Regions from separate parts of the Mus musculus genome. Here region 2 is linked to region 1. A link is a contact called in public HiChIP or PLAC-seq data. All regions are on one chromosome and are shown on one strand. Each heading gives the region's core, a stretch centred on a gene start, on an enhancer-like site or on the middle of the called end of the contact. The rest is flanking DNA. Distances are from core to core; before and after follow the strand shown.

Region 1 (3,145 bases), core at 313-2,812:
AGATAAAAGGGTGTACTTGTTAAAAATATTACTGCAGCTTAGTAGAAGCCTTTCAAAGCAAGAGGGTCCTTACGATCAATGCCTGATACTCTGAGGACTCTAGCTTTCAAAAAACCCAAATTCATTTGTAAGGAGAGAGTGAATTGAGAATGCACCCGAACAAAAGGGTTCTCTGCAGGGCCCCTGCCTGAAAAACAACCTCCTAAACATGAGTTTCTCTAGCTTTGGCCTTTAAGGCAGATAGAGGATGCAGTAGTTGGAGTCCAACGAACCAGTTTATGTCTTCAGCTGGCGACAGAACTTGGAGGTCAGCACTGATTTTGCAGGCAGGCTAGATGTGAGAATGAGGGGTCATGAAAACTGCAGTGACCACTGAGGGCAGGCAATACGTGTTAGGGTCTGATTCCCTGCAAGCCGGCCCTGGAGGCCATTGTATGAAGCTGTGAAGGTCAAGCCTAGGTTATAATGGAGAATCCAGCATGGTTGGAGATGCCAGGACTGTGAAGCCTCTGCAGAGGAAAGATGCAGGCATGAAATGGAGTTAGCTCAGTTGGGGAGAGCTGGGTCATGGCATGTCTCAAGACTATAATGATGATATATCTAGTTAGCCAAGCCTGATTCTTTGATTTCCCTCCCTTTTACTTAAGTTGAAACACACTAATTCAACCTGGTAAATGTACTTTCCCACTGACACCTCATCTCCACTACCCCTGTGGATCGATCATTCAGGTCCTTATATCTTGTCCTAGGTATTAAAACAGGCTCACTCCAGAAACCGGAACCATTCTTTATACCATGATTTTTCTTCCAAACATAATCATGCTAACCCTGATGCTCAAAATTTCATGATCCTCATTTGTAACGTCAAAAACACGCCCCTGCCCCCAACCAGTTTTAGCCTTCACCTCTTCTTTTTATGTCCAGCCTTGGCACTCTGTTTCCCCACCCAGTCTCCCCCATCCGGCCCTCCCCCCCCATCCTACTTCTTGGTCTCATTAAGACTCACAGACAGCTCCCGTTTTGCTTGCTTAGTCGGGGGTATTGTGTAGCCACAGCAAATGAAGTTACAAACACATACAGGAAGTTCTATAGACTCCCAAAGCCATCTTTAGCACCCAGCAACCACAGGACTCCTCAGAAATGACTTCTTTTTATGGGGCTTATGGCTGTAGCACAGGACTCATGTTTGGTTCTCAGCATCCACCAGGCAACTAACAACCATCTGTAACTCCAATTCCAAGGGCTCCTACTCCTTATGGATGCCCAGGACGCTGCACGTGGTGCACGGGTTGATGCATACATCCACATGAAACACTCTATAACACGCACCAGAACATAATAAATACAGCCTTAGAAAAGGAAAGCACTGAGACGCCTTTAAATGGCTATACACCAACGAGGGGGTTGGGGGGGGGCTTTCCCAGCATCCTCCGACAATTTTGAGCGCAGACTTGGTAGAGAACCCGGCACGTGGGAAGGGAAATCTCGCGAGAAGTGCTGCGCGCGAGATCCCGGCCAGCTGGACCAACCGTTAAATTGAGCCGGTCGCGGCCAGCCTCCCAGTCCCGCGAGTTCTCGGGCTTCCAGGAGGTTCTGAGGGGAAGCTCACGGTTCCGTTCCATGTCGTCTTCATAAAGGAGCGCACGCGGGGCCACGGGCCGCGGAGCCTGACAACGGTGAGGGTGTGGAGGGTGTCGGGGCCTGGGGCCCACGTACACACCTCTGTCACGCGTGTCCAGGTGCTTGGCTTCGCGGGCTTCGCGGGCCAGGGAGGCCCCGGGCCCTGGGCCTCAGGCAGTCGCGGGCGGCCTTCGAGGTTCGGGCTGGGCCCGTGGTCGCGTGGCCGGCTGGAGTGGAGAGATGGTGCGGCCGTGCAGGCTTTCACCGTGCAGGCCACACGCGCCGCAGGGTGACACGGACGCTGGGCCCCTCTGAGGGACCTGGCTCACTGTACTTCGGCCTCACCCAGCCGTGTGACCTCTTCCCTTCCCCCGAGGCCCAGGAGGCAGCATGGAGAAGCAAAAGCCCTTCACACTGTTCGTCCCGCCGAGGCTGAGCAGCAGTCAAGTGTCCGCCGTGAAACCGCAGACGGCGGGAGGAGACTCCAACTACTTCAAGGTCAGCTTGCGTGGGCGCTTCGGAGACAGTGCCCGGGCCCGGGACGGGGCGAAAGGCACGTGCAGCCGCCGAGCCCGGAGACCTGAGGTCCACCCCTAGAAAGTTCCATCCCTAGAACGCACGCGGTCAAGGCGAGAAGGGTGGCTTCCACACCACGGGCACGTGTGCGAGCCCACAGAGACTCACGAGAGAGATGCTAATAAGAAAAGCATGCCTTACACTTTGTATGTTACATTAATCGCTGATATACCCTAAAATTTGGGGTGGATTTTTTTTTTTTTTTTTTTTGCCCGTAATTACAGGCCTTATTGTATGTTGCCAACATTCAAACTTTTTAGACTCCTTTAAACGTGATTCTTGTAAAATTCACTGCTGGGCTGGAGAAATGGCTCCGCCCCCAATAGCACATACAATTCCCAGTATTTCTACTTTTGCAGGGCCGGGTCTTTGATATGTTGTTAATGCTACAGGTAATTTCTGCTATAGCTAAGACATGTCATTGATATTTGATTTAGTGAAGATCTCAATTTGGTTGAGTGAGATTGAAGGAAACCATATACTATTGAAATTATTAATATTCTAGAATATACAAAGTTTCTGTTATGTAATAACAGTAAAGAGGTATTGAGCAGAATATTTAAAGAACCTCTTTGTATTTCTAGACTGCCAACAAATGTACAGAAGGTGATTTTGGTGTTCCATTTACAATGTCCAGTCGGGAAAACATTGATAAAGGTAGGTTTGGACAAATATGTAAATTTTCATAGAAACATTTTGTTATATACATTGCCAGTTATACAACACAAGTATTACATTAATACTCTTGACATTCAGTTAGGTAAAATAATATAAAGTGATGTTCTCATATTTAATGACATTTTCTTATTTCACAGATCCTGCTTTTCAAAAACTTAGTATTTTGCCCATGCTCGAACAGGTTAGTAAGAGTGTAATAAGAATTAAATTATTAGAGATTGTAATTAGAGATTGAATTATTTGAAGAAAAAATTGGTAGTTGTAGGATTAG
Region 2 (3,145 bases), core at 200-2,699, 220 kb after region 1:
ATCAGCATGCTAGCAAGTAAGTGTTGTACCTCAGAGCCACACTACAAGCTCCTGATGGATTCGTTTTTCTCTAGAATTAGTCTTTGGAACTGTTACCTAGCTTCTTTGTGACTTTCCCTCTTGGAAGCTGTTTTACTGAGAACCCGTCGGGCTAACCGTGTTGTCTGGCCACAGTGAAGTGGGCTGGCAGGGCAAGCTCGCTCTGTGCCTTCAGGTCTGCCCCCGAAAACTGGAATTTGGAGAGGAGTGACTGAGGACTGGAGTGCTATTCATTCTGTCAAGAGTGGATCATTCCTGTCTGTCTGAGGCTATGGCACAGCCTCTGCCCCCTGCTCTTCTCCAGTCCTTCTCTCTGAAGTGAGCTGTCTTCTTCTAATATGCTAGCTTTATATTGAAGACAGACAGGTTCTGTTATTGTTACTTATAGCCAAAGAACCCCAAACAAGCTGCCTCCAATTCTCTATTCTCAGTCCATTCCTAGGCTCTGTCTCCATTAAGGCTCTTTAATGGCACTGAAGGTCATTAAAGAACCATGATCCAGATAGCTCGTAAACAACAACAGTCATTGCCCACATTTCTAGAGCAGCAGTTCTCAACCCGTGGGTTTTGACCCCCATGTGGGGGTTGAATGACCCTTTCACAGGAATCAGATAGCATATATTCACATTATAATTCATAATAGTAGCAAAATTAAAGTTTTGAAGTAGCAAGGAAATAATTTTATGGTTGAGGTCACCACAACATGAAGAACTGCATTAAAGGGTCGCAGCATTAGGGAGGTTGAGAACCACTGTTCGAGAGGCTTGTAGAGGAAGACCAAGATTGAGCACCCAATAGATTGGTATCTAGTGAGGCTCTTGTCTCATAGTGGCACTTTCCAGCTGCGGCTTAACACAGTGGAAGGAATGGCCACCCTGTTGAGTTCCCTTATGAGGGCATGGATGGCATTCGTGAGGGACTCTCATCTATGACCCAGTCACCTCCCAAGGTCTCCTGTAATAGAAGCAATCTAAGCTTATCCCCGACTAGCTTACAAGTAAATGAGACTCAGACTATGGTTATTCTATTTTTATTTTGTCTTTGACAATTGCTGGGGGCTCTCCCCTAATCTACTCTGCTAACTGCTGGCCTGGCTACCTCCACAGTGGTGTACCCCAGATATTTGCTGTTTCTCCTGGCCACGTGCTCACTGTCCATCTCTCCCCCTGGCAGCTTCCTCCTCTCCCTCAAATTTTCTTCCTCCTCCTCTTGGTCTCTCCTCATTCCTTCCTCTCCCATCCCCCCCCCCAAGCAGATAACTCCAAACCCACCTACCTCTAATCCCTCCAGTGATTGACTATAACCAATTTTATTTAACCAATAGTTTTAAACCAAGGAACAAGATTTGCACAACAAAAGCTTGTAAACCGGAGAATTCACTCCTAGGCCAAGACCTTCCACAGAATTTAGCATTACAATACACAGCAACAGACCAAACCTCAACTGTCTCTCACAACACTCACACTGCTGGTTAGTTTTCAGCATCTGCACTTTTTAAAAAAAATCAGAACCCAACCACAGCCTGCAAGGCCCAAACTAGTTGTCTCTCCACCACACCTTCCCACCACCCTCCTCCATGTCTCCTGAGACTTCTGAAAGTATAATGTAAAAACAAAATTCTAGGCCTTTAGGCCCAGGCTTGGGAATGTGACCTCTGTGATCCATTGCTCCAAGGTATGCTAATCATAAAACAAATAGCGACATTCCTCCACCCACTGCTTCCTGGGTTCAAAGAGTGTTCATTCAAAGAAAGTCATCCAGACCATTGCTGGAACCCGCTATGCAAATGTGCTATTGTTAGGGGCTCTTAGAAACTGTCTTGAGAGATACCCTGCACAATTACCAGGTATTCCTTGTGACTCTTGTGACTTTGCACTTCCTTGGGACTCTTAATCAACAATGCACTCCCCACTTCCTTGAGTTGAGGTTTCTTCCTTTAAATACCCCCTTACCCAGCTACTCGGCATGCCACGGTCCTCTACCCCTGCGTGGTGTATGACCCTGGGCCTGAGAGAGCTCTTGAATAAAAAAAAAATCCTCTTGCAGTTTGCAGCAAGACCGTTTCTTGTGAGTGATTTTGGGTGTCGCCTCTCCTGAGTCAGAACGTGGGGGAGTCCTCACATTGTGGGTCTTTCACTTTTTGCCCATTTCCCCTTCCTTGGGCTCTGCATGCTTTATGCTGGGTTTTTGCATGTGCTTGCTCATGCCTGCAGTGTGCTTTGGGGTCTGCAAATGTTCCTCCCAGCTATTGGCCAGATTTCAGGGTTGTAAGTTTTCCTGGAACACACCTGATACATCTATCACAACACATACCAGTTTGTAATTACAGTCAGCCTCCTTCCTGTGTGCATTGATTTTATACTCATGGGTTCAAGCAATGATGGATTGCAAACATTTGACTAAAAACCTGTGTCCTGAAAGGACATATTTTCTTTTTGTGTCATTATTCCCAAACCCCTGCCCCAGAAAAGAATAATAAATATTGACACAACATTCTCAGTATATTAGGTGAGAAGATGATTTGGAGTGTCTGGGAGAATGTGTATAGTTATGAAAACACCGTAGCATCTTCCATGTGAGAGTTGAGTACCTGCAGACTGGGCAGGATCCTGGGTCCCGTGGATGCTAAAGGAGGACTTTGTGTGTCTCTGGGTGAATTATCTGTTCATTGTTCACCTGCCTGCTGGTTGCTAAGCTGCACAAAGGTTCGACTCTGTGACTGGATTCTTGTGTCTGACATAGCACCCAGCCTGCACAAAACATTTTGCTGGGGTAAATGTGTTTATAAGGTTCATAATTCATCTGAGGTATGAGCCTGTGGTACCAGCTTTCTTCTCTCATGAAGAGAGCCAAGTGCCGTCTGTTCTCTTTGGGGCTTTTGCCTGTAGTGGACAGTGAAGGCTGCTGGCTTGATCAAACACGTACCATGGTTCTAGCAAACATGCTTCCCCCTTCCCGGTTGTGCCCTTGTTTGACTTCATTCTATACAACTTGATTAGGGTCTCCTCTTAAGTCCCATCTCATGATAGTATTATTATTATATCCTTGAAGGTAGTAATTAGAGTTATGAAGAGTCGTTTTTTCCTGGTTCTTTTCCTGAGTGGCT

What was found. HiChIP or PLAC-seq counts read pairs in DNA pulled down with a chosen protein or histone mark.
Region 2: a contact with region 1 is called in an H3K27ac HiChIP or PLAC-seq map of embryonic stem cells, with 3 times the contacts expected there. The contact joins the enhancer-like site here to the promoter of Sycp1 in region 1. A contact is called at or near these places in 10 of 39 promoter capture datasets (the 3T3-L1 cell line, the C10 cell line, HPC-7-derived erythroid cells and 5 more), 1 of 115 datasets of contacts at active chromatin or transcription factors (embryonic stem cells) and 1 of 9 other capture datasets (adipose tissue).

The regions. Positions count from the first base shown.
Region 1 is chr3:102,934,517-102,937,661 of GRCm38.p6, reverse strand. It overlaps Sycp1 (synaptonemal complex protein 1), which reads left to right and starts at 1,562. Exons shown (of 33, transcript NM_011516.2): 1 at 1,562-1,676; 2 at 1,997-2,118; 3 at 2,781-2,853; 4 at 3,012-3,055. The coding sequence starts at 2,011.
Region 2 is chr3:102,716,420-102,719,564 of GRCm38.p6, reverse strand. No RefSeq gene overlaps it. Among named protein-coding and RNA genes, the nearest start is that of Tspan2, 17 kb to the left of the region's middle. Within about 2 kb of position 1,449, at least 19 of the 459 cell types and tissues checked have an H3K27ac peak or open chromatin away from gene starts, as enhancers often do. A contact at or near this core is called in embryonic stem cells and trophoblast stem cells, where this site is marked.